Regions from separate parts of the Sus scrofa genome. Here region 2 is linked to region 1. The links are chromatin contacts, called in public HiChIP or PLAC-seq maps. All regions are on one chromosome and are shown on one strand. Each heading gives the region's core, a stretch centred on a gene start, on an enhancer-like site or on the middle of the called end of the contact. The rest is flanking DNA. Distances are from core to core; before and after follow the strand shown. Region 1 holds the start of BMI1 (BMI1 proto-oncogene, polycomb ring finger). Region 2 holds the start of TRNAN-GUU (a tRNA gene).

Region 1 (7,945 bases), core at 2,900-5,399:
CTCTCCCCAACCCCCATGTATTAATTAGTCCATGGAGCCAGTTACCCTAAAATTAATCAATCTTTAGAAGGAAAGTTTATTCCTTCTTAAATTTACACCATGTAAAAATATTCATCTTATTTTCCTCTGAATTGACTCCATCCAGCGTTACAATGATCACTGCAAAGTTATTTTACACTAGGACTATATTTAAACACACACACCCCCACACACAAAAGTGTTAAGGCAAAATAAAGAGAAGGTAATCGAGACCAGGTAACAGCATAATTATTGACGTGTGCTCTTTATTATTTTGCCATTGACCATGTTGCTCCTCTCATTTACTTATAATTGGCAGTCCTTACAGTTGAATTCTTCTTGTTATCTTGTTAAAAGGGGGTTCTTTACCCAAATAAAAATATCTTTTTAGAAACAGGACTACAAAGAATTTGTTATCACAGGCATCACTGCCAATTAATGTATTTTAGATCACCCAGACTTGAAATGTATCGACCCAGTGGTTTTAAAACATTGTCATGCCGCAGCTGCAACTTACATACTGGAGGCTGGAAAGCAAAGAGCTGACAAATCAACTCTAAGGTACAGGATTTATTTAAATATCCATTTCTTTTCAAATAGTACCTTTATGATTCCAGATTCAGTTTTTAAAATAGAAATTAAACTTTGTTTTTTTGTTTTTTGTTTTTTTTTCCTTCAGCACTTACCTAGAAGACTGTAAATTTGATAGAGAGAGAATAGAATTGTTTTGCACAGAATATCAGGTCAGGTCACTTACTTAAATTTTTAAAAATTAACAGTTACTGTTTTTCTTCTATTCAGTTTGCAAAGATGTGTTTTTCTTCTTCTTCTTTTTTTTTTCCTCCCAGAATAATAGAAATTCCCTAGAAATCCTACTGGGAAGGTAGGTACTGTATAAGGTGTCAAGCTGAGCCACTTTTCACTTGCAGGTATGAATGGAGAGTGCTGGTGTGAAACAAAACAGGACAAAACTGGGAGCTAGACCAAAAGAAAAGGGGCCAAAGGGCAAGTGAAACAATTGAAGTTAATCTAATGTTATGAAAGATAAAGTTTATTGAGATAATTTTTAAATGCTTTTTTACTACTCAGAACTTGAAAATAAAGTTTAACAATGTTTTAAGTTCAGAATGGATTAAAATTGTGGGGGGGGGGGGACAGACACCATTGTTGATAAATACTGAAAGTTTTTCTGTAGCTATTATGTATAAAATTATCATTGTATCTTTCAGTATAGGCAGATCTCTCCCTCATATAACTGATGTTTCTTGGCGTTTGGAATATCAGATAAAGGTAAAGTTTAACAAACTGTTCTCTAGGGGAATTTAGGGTACTTTAAAAAAAAAAATAAAGACTGAAATGTATGTGTTGTGTTGTTTTAGACCAGTCAGCTTCATAAGATGTACAGACCTGCATATTTGGTGACCTTAAATGTAGAGGTATCTATATGTCAGCCCTATCTAAAAATTAAATGTGTAATGAAATTTAAAATTGCCTTGATTTAAATAAAAAGCATTTTTTTTCTTTCCTAGAACACTGATTTCCCATCCCACCCAGAGATTAATTTTAGTTGCAACATGGAACAATTACAGGTACAGTATTAGGATCTATGCATATACCTCTATCTTTTTATAGATTTTTTTTAAACTGAAAATTATGCCTATGGCAAGTTCAAAAGAAAATTAACCATCTGTCAGTAGATAATGAAGGTTGGTTAAGGATTTAATGGATGGGGGCTTCAAAAGCAATATTTTATTGTGGGCTTCACTTTTGAGATTAAGATGTTACTAACAGAATTGGTCTGCTTTTGCTATTCCCTCCAATTAAAATAAACTTGTATAGTGTTGAGTGTCAATTCTTTCCATTAGTAATGTGTTTGAGCCAACAGGACAAAGCAAAATGAAGAACTTGGCTTTGAAAAATGTGTTTCTTGCTTTCAGAAATTGAATTAAACATTCAAAAACAGGATTTTTAAACAGTGCTTTTAAAATGATTTTTTATAAAGCAGCAGGTATACAAAAATCCTAAAACTATATTGTCAATTTAAGACTGGAGAGATTCAAAATTACATTGATTAATAGACATGACAACGAATTTATTTCTTACCACTTAAAAAATGATGGTCATTACTTGAAATTTTGATGAAATTGAATTTTTCAAAAGAGATCTCCTGCAGAGTTCTTTTAATGTAACCATTAATCAAACTTTAAACTTTCAGATGTGAATACAGCATAATCTTTGTTAGACAACTTGAGAAATTTAATTTTGATACGCCTTGCCTGTTCAGAGGATTCAGTTAGAAACCGTATTTCACATCTGAGGGCAAGTAGCCCATTTGAAGATAAGATATTTTTAGAGGAAAACCTTCTTTTGATAGTGGTTTGTCAAAGATTTAAAATCTTTATCAGTTTTAAATTTGTTTACAAAGTACCTCCCGACTTTTTCCTTGCATCTTTCTCAAACTTGCATACTTCTTTCTTGTGTTTATGCTAAAAACGTGCCATCATATACCTCTTTCAGGACTTAGTAGGAAAACTTAAAGATGCTTCGAAAAGCCTGGAAAGAGCAACTCAGTTGTAACTTGGGGAAGTTAAAGATCTGCCCGGGTCTAGAGAAAGACCAGGAACGCCTTGCCATCCGCCGAACCACCATTTGTGCGAGCTGGATGTATTCCTTTTCAAGAGAATAAATTTTTTCTTTTTGATTTCTGTCACTCAACAATTTTGACACTACTTTTTTTTTTACATGTGTGAAAGGGTTGAGAGGGACATTCTGCCTAAGTATATGAATCGTCTTTAGTATTATTCGTACATTGATCCCACTTGATTTTTTCAAGTCTTACAAGAGGAAGCAGACAGTATTACATTTTGAATAAATAAGTTGTTCCCACAAAAAGAGTGGTGAGAGTTTGGATTTGAGTTTGTTAATTATTACTCTGAGGACATAGACACGACTGGCGTTAACTTTTAACGATCGCCTTTTCTCAGGATCTAAGTTAAACACAGTGGGAAAGGATGCGATCTCCGGGGGCGGCTTTGCTTCAAGACCCCAGCTTCGGGACGTGGGGAGCAGGCGCGGTCGCCCCGCGGCGGGAGCCGGCCGATCCCGTTACCTGCGCCCGAGGGTTCGCCCGAAGCCCGACCCTCGCACGCGGAGCTCCGGAGGCCCGACCCGGCCGGTCCCGCGCCGAGCCCCTGCCCGGAGCGAGCGGCTGCCCGCGCGCGCCCCGCCTCGGCCACTGGCGGGCGGGGAAGGGGGCCGGCGCGGCCGCGGGAAGACTGGGGCGGGCGCTGTTGTTTCCGCGAGCCCAACTCAGGCGCAGGTTCCGCGCCGCCGGATTCTGGGCCGCAGCCCGTGGGGCCGGTGGGGCCAGGCGGGGGGCGGCGGCTCGGCGGGAGCCCGGGGACGTGTGCGCCGCGGGCGGAGGCGGGCGGCGAAAGAAAGAAATAACGGGGGGTGGGGTGGGCTGAGCTGCGTGCGGGGCCGGAGCGATGCCCGCGCCGAGAGCTGGGTGGCGCGGGTGGCGCTGTGGAGAAATGTCTCCGCAGCCAGCGCCGCCGCGCCGAGCGAGGGGGAGGGGGCCGGGTAGCGCTGCTCCGAGGGGAGGGGGCGGCCGCGGGCCCGACTACACCGACACTAATTCCCAGGCCGCCCTTAAGGAATGAGGGGAGCACGTGACCCGGAGGGGGGGCGGCGGGGGGAGGGGGCGGGCGGACTCTGAGCCATTTTGGAGCCGGTGTCAGTTTCCACTCTGCCTTCAGCAGTGCTTTTTTTTTTTTCCACCATCCCCTCCCCCCTCCTCATCCTTCCTCCCCTCCCCCCCGCCGCTCCGCACGCACACACACGGCGCCCCCCCACCCGCCCTCCTCCCCCCACGGCAACTATGAAATAATAATCGTAGTATTAAAGGCAGAGATCGGGGCGAGACAATGGGGATGGTGGTGAGGGAGCCCCGATCCGGATTAGAAACACCTCCCAGCCCCGCAGAATAATACTGATCGCGCCCCCTCCGCGCGCTCCCTCCCCCGAGTGAGGAGCGGGAGGAGGCGGCGGCGGCCGAGGAGGAGGAGGAGGAGGCCCAGGAGGAGGAGGCGTTGGAGGCCGAGGAGGAGGAGGAGGAGGAGGCCGCGGAGGAGGAGGAGGCCGAGGCGGAGGAGGAGGAGGAGGAGGCCGGGCTCGGGAGGCAGCATGAGCCGAGCGCGGCGGCCGCCGCTCCTCTCGGCTGCGCTCGTTGCCCATTGACAGCGGCGTCTGCAGCTCGCTTCAAGATGGCCGCTTGGCTCACATTCATTTTCTGCTGAACGACTTTTAACTTTCATTGTCTTTTCCGCCCGCTTCGATCGTCTCTCGCCGGCTGCTTTTTCCGGGTACGTAGGAGGCTAGGCGCCTCCGGGACGGGGCCTGGGGGCGGCGGGGGCCGTGCGGGGCTCGGGCCGGCCGCGGGTGGACCGGGAGCGGCCCCCCCGCGTCTCGCCCGCGCCGGCCGGGAGGGCGCTGACAGCGTGGGCGCCGAGCCCCGCGCCGCCGCCCGCCGGCCCCGCGCGCCGCCCGCGCCCGCGAGCGCGCGCCCGCCGCCGCCCGCCGACTCCCGCGGCGCCGGGACCGACCCGCAGCCCGCGCCGCGCCGCCGCCGCCAGCCGGCCTCGGCGCCGCTCCAGCCGCCGCCCGCTCCAGCCCGGACGCGCCGCGCGCGGCCCCACGTTTTAGTTCCTTTCTCCCCCGAGCGCCCCTCTACACCCTCGCGACGCACATGGCCCCCGAGAAGAACACTTCTATTTGCAGCCTCTGCGGCTCTCCCGGCCACGGCGCCCTTTGTTGAGAGGTAGATTTTGATGAAACGGGGACGGGTGCCTGAAATCGGGAGCTGCTTGGGTCAAGTGGCTTCCCTCCTCTCCCGAAGAAAGGGCTTTGGAGGGGTTTTAACAGCCAGAGAACGCCCCCATTTTATAGGGACGGGTTGCGTGGGGGGCAGCGATCCCGCTAAGGTGGATGTTAGACTGGAGAGAGCCCGAACAAAAATGTTATTAACTTAAGTTGGAGGGACACTTGTGTGAAATTAGATGGCTTGTAAGATGGCGGTTCCCAGTTGTTTCCTAGGTCTCCTGCATTTGTGTTTAAAATGGTAAAGTTTTCAAGGTGTTATTTGTTGGGAGTCTCGGATAAGTCCTCCAAACACTACTTGGGACGTGCTCACTGGGAAGTGGGCATTTCAAATTTGGAGCTTTTTTTGGAGTGATGATGGTGAGTGGACGTTAGTCTTGCAAGAGGTTTCCTCTCTTTCTTTCTTTTTTCTTTTTTTCCCCCCTCTCAAAGACTATAGTTTTTCTTTCAACCTCTAGTATGGGATGCACCCAGAACCATTACTTAAGTCCACAACGTTTCATAGGTTTTGCTAAATGTCAGCATGGGTCATGTGGTGAAGAGATGCTTTGGAAAATGAGCACTAAAAAGTTGATGGCATATGTTTACGCAGTCTTTGGGGTTTGACAGCGATATAGCATGATCTTTTTCCCAGAGATTTACAGTTAATAATTGGAAGTAAACAAGTAGAGAGACTTTGATCATTCCCAATTGCAATAAAAGGATTTAGTGGGCTTAGTGGTCACGGTTCAATATTTGAAAGAGGAGCATGTATTAACCCCTTCCTTTAAAGTAGGCAAAATTCTAGGCATATTTATTCAAATCCAAGTGTAGGTTGGTGATGTCTAGAATGTTATGAGTAGTTCAACCTATGTTTTATAAGAACCTTAACTCTCATGTTGCAGAAACATATTATAAACCACACTAAAGTCTTGAAACTTAGGATGCCAATTGTTAACAGCATATGCTAACTTATGAGACTGTATTAACATTTGAGTTTTAATTTAAGTAGAATCCCTTAGAGATTGATTTTTATGAGCAAATTTTTAATTTTTTTAATACTTGAGTTCATCCTCATACATCTGCCCCAAGTGCAAAGGTGTTTGAAATAACCTACCTTTGTAAATTTATGCCTAGTAACAGTATCTTTAAAGCTATACAAAAGTCGCTATATATGCATGTGTGTGTATACACACACACACACACACACACACACACAAGCTTCTTTAAGAAAATTGAGCATTTAGTTGTACTTGGTCAGTCCATTAATAATACTCTACCACCAAGTTCTTGGATGAGCATTAAGTGCCCCCACAGGTAAAATTCTCTCTAGAAGTCAAGTTAACCCCAGCTTTTCCCATACTTGTATTGGGCTGGGAACCCCAACTGGGGTTATGGAGTTCATTTGCATTTCTTAGAGTGCAGTCGTCAAGCTGATTGTTAATGTAAGAATTTGCTTCTGTTTTCCTTCATTTTGACATTACTGGTGTTAGGCCTCCAACTAAAGTGACAGCCCCAACTGAATATGTTATAACAGCAAGTCTTAACTATTGAGTTTTTTTCCATTGTATGTTTGGTGAATTTTTGCTTCCTTAACTGGAGTCTCTGTGTTGGAACCTAGAAGGTTTTCCTTTCTAAGGTGCAGAAGATTGTTTCCTCAACCTTATCAAGCATGTCAAATGTTTTGGAAGTCTCCATTAGGTTGCCGTACCCACAATTGGTATAAAAAGATAAAGAACTGATTCTTATACAAGCAACAAAGTGATATTTACTAGCATTATAAATGGTAATAGGGGTGTAGCCAGATTCTCCTGAACTGAAGTAGAGGAGTTATGTGAACTAAGACTTAAGATGAATTTGAAAGGGTTTTGGTCAAGTACATGTGATTTAAAATGTTCAAAGACTACGAGTAGATAACCTTCCACTGAAGTCTGATTGTTCTGTGTGTTAATATTTGTGTTTGTCTGGTGTCGATTTTCTGGAAAGTAGAATAGAAATAAAGGCAGCTGTTTTATGATGCCCCTTCCTGAACTTCATGATCAGTGGCATTAGTGTGATGTGCTTTCACAAGGAGACAGAAGTATCACCTAGCTAACTATCTTTCTAGGAAAGGTCCTGCTGTTTTACAAGGAGAGTTTTCTTTAAGAACCAAGAAGGCTTGTCTTTAATCATCAAGTACAATAGAATTAAATATTGCTACTCTTTAGGGACACTGCTCCACCCACAACTCCTCTGCAACCTCCCTTAGGTTTATATTAACAATATGTTGACAATAGTTCTCTAAACAAGTCATCCAAAGATAACTGAGGAGTCACACATGACGTTTTTCTGGTTGAAGTCGCTGGTTGCCACTGTGGTCACTTTTCATAAAAGAGGCTTTGTTTTATTTTTACCGTTTTTTTTTTTTTAAGTACTCTAAAGCTTTTAGTTTCAGCCATTGAGCTATGTTGATCAGTATTTCCCCCTTCTGCATTAAAATTCCCTGGGAATTAAAACCTCAGCTGCATCTTCAAGTTTTATAAGTTCCTAGGTTTCTATTCAAGGCAACTTTGAGAATGTACTTCAGATAAGTCTGGAAGCGTTGTCTTATTTCCGATTCTGAAATGAATGAAGTAGGAGCAAGAAATGCATTTTTTTAGAATACTGCACGAAGTAATTGTCCACTGGTGTATTGTTGCTGACAGTTCCCCACTGTGACTTTTCTATAACATTATATCTGTTGGGAATATCATTTCATTGTGTGGGGCTTTGCATGTAGGTTAGGCTGAGAAAATGACATTTGTTTTTCTCTGCTCTCGATGCTCTGGGTTGACAAGGTGTTGATTTAGCGTTGGGAATGGGCAGATCACATGGTTCTTTACATATTGTCACCATCGTGGATTCAAGTAGTTTTTCTTGCCTCCAACATAGTTCAGGTGATACACAAGGCTTTGCCCTCTCCTCGTCTGTTGTAAAACAGACTTCAGTTTTCAGCCTTTCCAAAACTTTGTATCGCTCATCTAATCTACAAGAGAACTTCCTATTAGAGAAGAAAGCTTTAAAGAGGTTCAGTTCAATAAACATCTTTGCA
Region 2 (7,945 bases), core at 2,739-5,238, 77 kb before region 1:
CGATCGGAAGCGCCGGCCTTAAGGCATGGGACGCACACGCCCGGCGGGCGGCGGGAAGAGCCCACCTGGCCGCGAGAAGCGGTGGGAGGAGGGAGGAGGGGCCCCCCAACGCGCCCGGAAGCTTAAGAGCTTCTCCGGGAGGGTGGCGAAGTGAGATCTGTAGTTTCTCTTCTCCGGCCCCTCAAATTTCCACCCCAGAGTACCCCGGAAGGCTCAATTCTAGGGTTTGTGCAAAACTACCGCTGAGAAGTCCGTAAAAGAGGGGAGGGCGTCCCTGGGTGGGCTCGAACCACCAACCTTTCGGTTAACAGCCGAACGCGCTAACCGATTGCGCCACAGAGACTCCGGCGTTGGTGGCTTCTCCAGCCCTAACCTTTATGAAGAATTATAAAGGCAGCGCGTGAATGTTATTTTCTACTTCCTGATTCCTCTTATTAAAAGCAGGTTTTTCCATTTAACATTTCTAACCCTTTAATTCCATCTTTCCACCCTTAACATATATTGGAAAATTATTAAATACAGAAAGGTCGAGCAGAATCTCGGATTGCAACCTTTATTAAAATACTGATGGGTTGGTTGATGTGCTTTTTTTCCCCAACTCCCGTTTGGAACGTTTTGTTGCAGGGAGATAGCTATTTCTGAGGTGTGTTTTTATAGGGAAATAATTTTAATCTTATGAGTTGAGGAATTTTCCTTTTGTTTCAAACTCTTTGTCCAGTGCTTCGCTCGCTAATTTTCACAATTTACTTTCATAATTTACATTCCCAAGATCATCCGAATTGTATTTCCCGTCTTTATTTTCATTTTCAGGTATTATTAAATACATCTTGCAATTTCTATTCCTAGTGTGTACTAACTTACAGTGCGATTACTTGTCACTAACATTTTGTTACTGGGAAAAGACTAGGAAAAATGCCCAGTAACATTCTTTAATCCCTGTACACTAGTCCATTGCTAAATCCGCTCTGAGTCTCCCTGGAATTAGCCTATACACCCACATTTGAGGCATGCCACTTAAAATATTTTGTACATTTCTCAGGGTATTTATAACCCGATTTGAGGAAAGAGGAGTTACAGAAGGAAAAAAGTATGATTTATGACTAACACCTGAAAATCCCTAGTACAAAAACCACTAGCAAGCATGTTATATCCCTATAAATACCCTATATGAAAATCTTACCCTTTGTGTGAATATTTCCTGATGCCTTTTAAAGCACTCTGCAAAACTCTAGATATTTTTCCCCTCTCAAAGAATTGCTAGTTTCCTCTTGACCACTCTGTATTTAAAATTTTAAGTTCCTAAACTGCTGTCTAGAATCACCTGAGAAAGAACTCGTGATTTGCAGAGGTTGTATGCGACATAACTTAGTCAACGTTTTGAGTTCCTGCTGCTTGCTAAGACAACTTAAATTGGCTTTGAAACCAATTAGCCTAGTCCCTTGAAAGCGTTGAGATATCAAACAGCTGTGAATTCATACCAGGTTGTATCACTTCTCTCTCAAAAACTTTTAGAAGTGCACTTGAAAATTTTGAACTTGAAAAAAAAAAAATTCCAGGAAGCACTTATAAAGAGCGTATAATGAGCCTGATTTTATTATATGACGCTACTACCTTCATACTGTATGGTTTATGTATCCGTTAATGTGAGCTATTATGCTTGTTTGTGACTCTTCACTGAGAACAGACTGCAACTACCCCTTCACCACCCCTTCATTCAATATTTACTCTGCTGCTTAAATTAATGTTAAGGAACAGTTCTATTCATGTGACTACCTTAAGCTCCAAACTCTTTTCCTCTCTCCAGTCATCACACTAATATTTTAACTTCTCAAAAGAGAGATATTGAGAAACAATTGATGAGGAAAAAATAATTCGGAAAGAAAGAATTAGCTCATTGTATGCTAAATTATTTTGTGTGTGAGGACCATTATTTGTCTTAAAGTTTAGTCTTTGAGCCTGGTTCTATAGTTGTTAATCTTTTTAATAAAATAAATTGCTATTCCACAGTTTGTTAGCTTTGCCCTTTTTTTTCCCTCTCTCCATTGGCAAATACTTCAAAAGAACATCTAAAAATTAAACCTATTGATGGAACCTCAACATTTCACTCCAGTGACATGCATCAAACATAGCTTTTATACAAAATGCCCATGACGAAAATAAGAGCGTTTATTGGCATCTAAATCTTTGTACTTATCTTGGGCCTTGCTATCCGCACCCAGTTTTTGAAGCCAAATTAAGCCCAGTGGATTAAGTTTAGAAACCTAGATCATTTTTCCTTAAATGTCGGGATAACACACAGCCAATGTTTCTTATAGCCGTTATGATTCTTATAGCCAATGATTCTTATAGCTTCGTTAGTTCTTAGGTCTTTTAGAAATGCTAAAATGAAGAGGACCAAGCATTTTACCTCTTTTTTGTGTGATATTGCAACTTTAAATTACTATCAAAGAAGCTGACCTTTGCAGATTAATAGGCCTGTATATTTTATTTCCTTCTTAGAGAGGAAAAAAAAAAAAAAAAAGACAAAACAAAAACAACAACAACATCTTGCAAATGGGATCCACTTGTCTTGACCAACAAGGCAAGATGGACCACGCTGGGTATAGACCTTCCTGATAGCATGAATCCAACACTCCCAGAAGTTGTGCCTACTGCTTCACACCAACAGACGAGGCAGCTCACAGGATTTCCATGAATATATTGTTCAGGACCTTAACTCTCTTCAAGTCCTGTACTTTCAAAGGATGGGGACTGAATTTTTAAGGTGGAAAAAATCCAGTTAGTGAGAATTTTAAAAGTAATCCAGTGAATTAGAGAAATGTTCTCAATAAATAGAAGATTGTGGCACCAGGTAATCAATGAAAAGAGAAGGCTGAGCCAGGAGTCTCTAAAAGCAAGAGAAGAACTACGAGACTAATTTTCAAGTCAATTGATGTCACATTTCAAAACTGATGTGTAGTAAAGGGGAGTCAGATCCTTCTAGCCAGGTTCAAGCTTAAATGATATGTCCAACTCACTAAAAATATCATTCTCATTCAAAATTATTGACTAAGGATCAGTTATCAGTGTAGCAAGCCAAGAGCAACATGACACAAAATAGTATTCATCGAGCATACGTTTTCCATAGTTGACCATTAAATTGGGTCTACACATAAAATAAGGAAATTGGGAAAGCTGTGTTAGAATGTCATATTTTTTTTCCATCATTTTAAAAATTATGTCACAGAGTTCCCGTTGTGGCTCAGTGAGTTATGAACCCGACTAGTATTCATGAGGATGCAGGTTTGCTCTGTGGATTAAGGATCCAGCTAGCAGACTAGGCTCAGATCCAGCATTGCTATGGCTGTGGTGTAAGCCAGCAGCTGTGGCTCCAATTCGCCCCCTGGCCTGGGAACTTCCATATGCTGCAGGTATGGCCCTAAAAAATAAAATTAGATAAACAAAATTATGTCACTTAACTGGAAATTTTTGTAAAATTATTCAGATCAAAAATCTCCATTTTATTTTTAATTAAATGTGGTATAAGAGAAAAGGTAAAGTGAGCCAGAAATAATATACTAATATTCAATTCTAATGCTGCAATCAAAATTATTAAAAATATATAGCTTTTTCTTCATGAACCTCTCTTTTGAAGGTAGAAATCATTTTCTATGGTTTTACCAAAGAATATAGAACTAAATATTAATCATTGTTTATCTCAATAGTTAAAAAAAAAGTATGAGTTACTAATAACATTGATAATTTCAACTGTGTCCAGACCAGTAGACTCCTGGATCCAGTTGGAAATGGTAGGAGGGGTGGAGGGTGGGAGAGCAGCATGGATTTTCACTTTCTCCAGCAGCCTTGGAAAACTTCTCCAGAAAGACCCTATAGTTACCTCAGTAACATTGATAGGTTCTGCTCCACGGTCCTTCTCTTGACCACACCACTATCAGTGAGGCAGCCACAGCTTTTCTTTTCCATGTGTTCAGATGGAAAGAGAGCAGTTGGAGGCAACAGTTTTTTGCTGTCTCATCCATACTGGGGAAGTGCCGATAAATTCCTGTTCCTGCCTCTCTTTCTGAACTCATTCATTAAAAGTGAACATTAAAAGAGTTCCCGTTGTTCCTGTTAAGAACCCAGCATAGTGTCCCTGAGGATGCCGGTTCGAACCCTGGCCTCATTCAATGGGTTAACGATCCGGCATTGCTGCAAACTGCGATGTAGGTTGCAGATGTGGCTTGGATCTGGTGTTGCTGTGGCTGGACGCTGCAGCTCTGATTTGACCCCTAGCCTGGGAACTTCCATATGCCACAAATGAAGCACTAAAAAAAGATGATAAAAAAGATGATTCATTCAGGGAGTTCCCTTGTGGTGCAGCAGATTAAGGATCTAGCGTTGTCACTGCAGTGGCTCAGTTTGCTGCTGTGGTACAGGTTCCATCCCTGGTTTAGGGAAATTCCACATGACGTAGGCACAGCCAAAAAAATTTTTTTTTAATTTTTAAAAAGATGATTCATTCAGGAGAAATACCAGTTGCTGGCACAGACACTCCTTCCTTTGGTGAGATGCCAGTGAAAGCAGAGTGCAAGGTGTAAGGGTGAAACCAGTGCCCCTCATTTCCACTATTTCCATAAATTTTCAGTTATGGGGAATAAGTACAGCCCCGTGCCTTAGAAAGAGCTTCTTCCTTGCAGCTACTTCTCATAAATGGATAGAAAACCTTGAAGTCATTGAAAAGACTGTACCTGGTAACGAGCTGGTATTCAATGAACTGATCACTTAATGAATAGTTTCCCATAGCATTGTTAGAATTTTGGAAGGCACATAGTGGTATTACAAAATGATTCATCCTAGGACTTTATAAATAACAAGTGCTCTTGTATATTTAAGGCATGCTCCCACCAAAAGAATGTTTTTCAAATATGAGATATCACCAGTAAAGCACTAGCCCAGTAGCCAGGGTTTACGAGGTATAGTGAAAGTGAGTTTCTATTCCCCGTGCCCTTTAAGGACGCTACCTCTCTTTCAGCAGCCCAAGTTGAAATCCTGGCATCATCACAAGTTCCTTGTTTTTCATTTCTTACCTTGAGTCAGTTACAAAGTCATAGATTCTAACTTTGCAACATTTCTAAACTTTGACTATGTCTCCTCCTTTCCACCCTCATTTTCACTATTTAATATAATCCAATACATGCCATGATTCTATTTTTCTGCATAGCATCTAAGCTCCAATAAATAACAACATTTAAAGAGCATTTACATGCATTTACTTTCATCTATTTTGCAAGATGGACACTATTGTTAAACCCATTTTATGAATAAAGAAACTAAGGCTTACAGTGGCTTAAAATTTTAAACCCTAAACCTATTTAAACTTTAAATGACTTACTCAAGGTACCACCTCTTGCTCCTTTCTGCTGTACCTTTTTTTCCTCTCTCATCCCTGTTCTTAGAACACCCTCCCTGGCCTATTACATACCCTCATTTTACCTATTAAAGACTTATTTCTCCTTCAATCTCCTATAGTGGCCTCATCCTCTATGAAACGTTTCTTTATCCCTCCAACTAGATATCATCTTTCCTTCTTGTTAACCATCTAGCACGTTTTCCCCGCCAAATCTCACTTTATATTATACCATTTGGTACCTATTTAATCCCCCTTCTAACTTGTATACTCCATAAGGTCAAAAATGTCTTCCATCTTCATACCTCCTACAGCATTTGACTGACTTAGTCACGCTAAATAAATGTACTGAATAATTGAAAACAGTAATGAAAATGAAAGAGCTATGTTCAATATTTACTGTAAAGTATTAGCGGAGTTTACAGGTTCCTAATATGAGGCTGACTAAAAAATCAGTACTGGAAAAATACAGTTAATCAAAGAAGAGACTAATAAGAATCTAAATCAAATGTTTCCAGAAAAACTTTTAAATTTGTTTAACGTTTCCTGCTATCCCTAAAGGTGATTTTGGTACTATTAAGGCAGAAAAGCTTTTCTAGACTTATTCATTTAACAAACGCAACATATAATACTTTGTTTCAGGCACTGTTCCAAATCCTTTGTAAATATTTACTCTTTTAAATTTTATGACAACCATTATTATCATCCCTGTTTTATAGGCAGAGAAACTTAGAAGTTACTTACCCAGAGCACACAGCTAGTAAGTAACAGAGTGAGGATTCAAATCCAGGCATCTTTCTCCAGACTACTTTCTTAACTGATAGGATATCCTGCCCTTTTCTTTTCTTTCCTTTTCATTAGTACAGAATAATCCTTGAGTATTGTACATTTGGTATTTTTAAAACAATTTGGAGATTTTAATTTTTTTCCACTACTTTAAAGTTTTTTTAACATGATTTCAGACTTAAAAGTTGCAAGAACAGTACAAATAATTCAACCAAATGTTAGTATCTTATTACATTGACTTTATTCCATTCTCTACATATTTAATTTTTTCTAAATGTTTAAAAGTAAATTGCAGGTGTGATACCCCTAAATACTTGAGTGTGCTTCCTAAAATTGAGGAATTTTATTACATAACCTCAGCACAATGATCAAAATAAGGTCTTAACATGGACATGGCACTATTAGGATTAGGACTCCATCTGTAGAACACTATTCAGATTTCACCAGTTGTTCCAGTAAGGTCCTTTATTGCAAAAGAAAATCCAAGATCATGATTTGCATGTCATCATCATGTCTTTCAGTCTCCTTTAATCTGTAACAGTTCTTGAGTCTGTCTCTGTTTCAGAGTCGTACATACCATGACTTGGACATTTCAGCAGATTATAGGCCAGTTATGCTGTAAAATGTCCTTAAATACCAGGTCATCTAGTGTTTCCTCATGACTAGATTCAGGTTAGGTGCTTTTGCTCCCTCTAACACATTTAGTCAACTGAATACTATAACATCAACCTGAAACAATGAAATGAAAAAAATGAAAAAAAAAATGGGGCTAGGACAAGCACAAAGAGCTGGGTGATGTTGCTCATCATGAGTTTGGCAGAAGCAGAACTTCTCAGTACTCCTCAGCATCATGCAATACGAATGGTCTCCACTATTCAAAAAGAAATACTTTTTTTTTATCACTTGAACAATTATAATTATTCTTAAGAAACAGGTATTTCTTATTTTTTTAAAACAAGTAAAGTATTTTCCTAGTGTTTACACATTGGTTTTAACCTTAAGCGTGTTGGACTGCTTCCCTATCCTGCTGTGCTGTAGTCATTCTTAGGCACACTAAGCAAATTTTCCTGTGCCCGATAACATTATTTTGTTTCTGAATGATAGAGGTAAATTTTCCAAAAACAAATACTCTGGCTACCTAATTTTTAACAGGCAGGGGAAAATATTTTTTTTAATTTTATTAAAGTATAGCTGATTTTAAAAGTATAGCAAAGTGACCCAGTCATACATACAAATATGTGTGTATATGTCTATACATATGTATATGTATGTATGTATGTGTGTGTGTGTGTATAGAAACTGTTTTGCGGCAGGCAACCTAGGACCAGAGGCCCATGTGCCTAAACCTCAGTAAACTCCAGCAGCTCCATGTGCATCTCACTTTACAGTTTCAGAAGTTCAAGTGTGTCTGTTCACCAAGAGATTAAAGGGGAAGAAGACTTGAGTCTTCAAAGAATTATTTTTTTCTTATATTATTATAAGAAAATATTTTTTGTATTATTTTCCATCATGGTCTATTTTATTATATTCTTATATTATTTTTTTCTTATATCATTTTTCTTATATTATTTTCCTTCATGGTCTATTCCAAGAGATTGGATATAGTTCCCTGTGCTGTACACAGAAGGGCTTCATGGCTTATCTATTCTAAATGTAATAGTTTGCATCTACTAACCCCAATTCCCAGTCTATCCCACTGCTTCGTCCCTCCCTCTTGGCAACCACAAGTCTATTCTCATGTCTATGAGTCTGTTTCTATTTTGTAGACAGGTT

The links. HiChIP or PLAC-seq counts read pairs in DNA pulled down with a chosen protein or histone mark.
Region 2: an H3K27ac HiChIP or PLAC-seq map of alveolar macrophages shows a contact between it and region 1. The contact joins the enhancer-like site here to the promoter of BMI1 in region 1. A contact is called at or near these places in 1 of 5 promoter capture datasets (liver), 11 of 47 Hi-C or Micro-C datasets (alveolar macrophages, blood, brain and 7 more) and 2 of 2 datasets of contacts at active chromatin or transcription factors (alveolar macrophages and skeletal muscle).

The regions. Positions count from the first base shown.
Region 1 is chr10:52,592,358-52,600,302 of Sscrofa11.1, reverse strand. BMI1 (BMI1 proto-oncogene, polycomb ring finger) reads left to right here and starts at 4,149. Exons shown (of 10, transcript NM_001285971.1): 1 at 4,149-4,382. It overlaps COMMD3 (COMM domain-containing protein 3), which reads left to right. Exons shown (of 8, transcript XM_005668159.3): 2 at 468-579; 3 at 698-761; 4 at 867-901; 5 at 1,248-1,308; 6 at 1,398-1,454; 7 at 1,548-1,607; 8 at 2,536-2,912. The coding sequence ends at 2,595.
Region 2 is chr10:52,669,229-52,677,173 of Sscrofa11.1, reverse strand. TRNAN-GUU (a tRNA gene) reads right to left here and starts at 343; the gene lies at 270-343. Within about 2 kb of position 3,988, at least 2 of the 83 cell types and tissues checked have an H3K27ac peak or open chromatin away from gene starts, as enhancers often do. A contact at or near this core is called in alveolar macrophages, where this site is marked.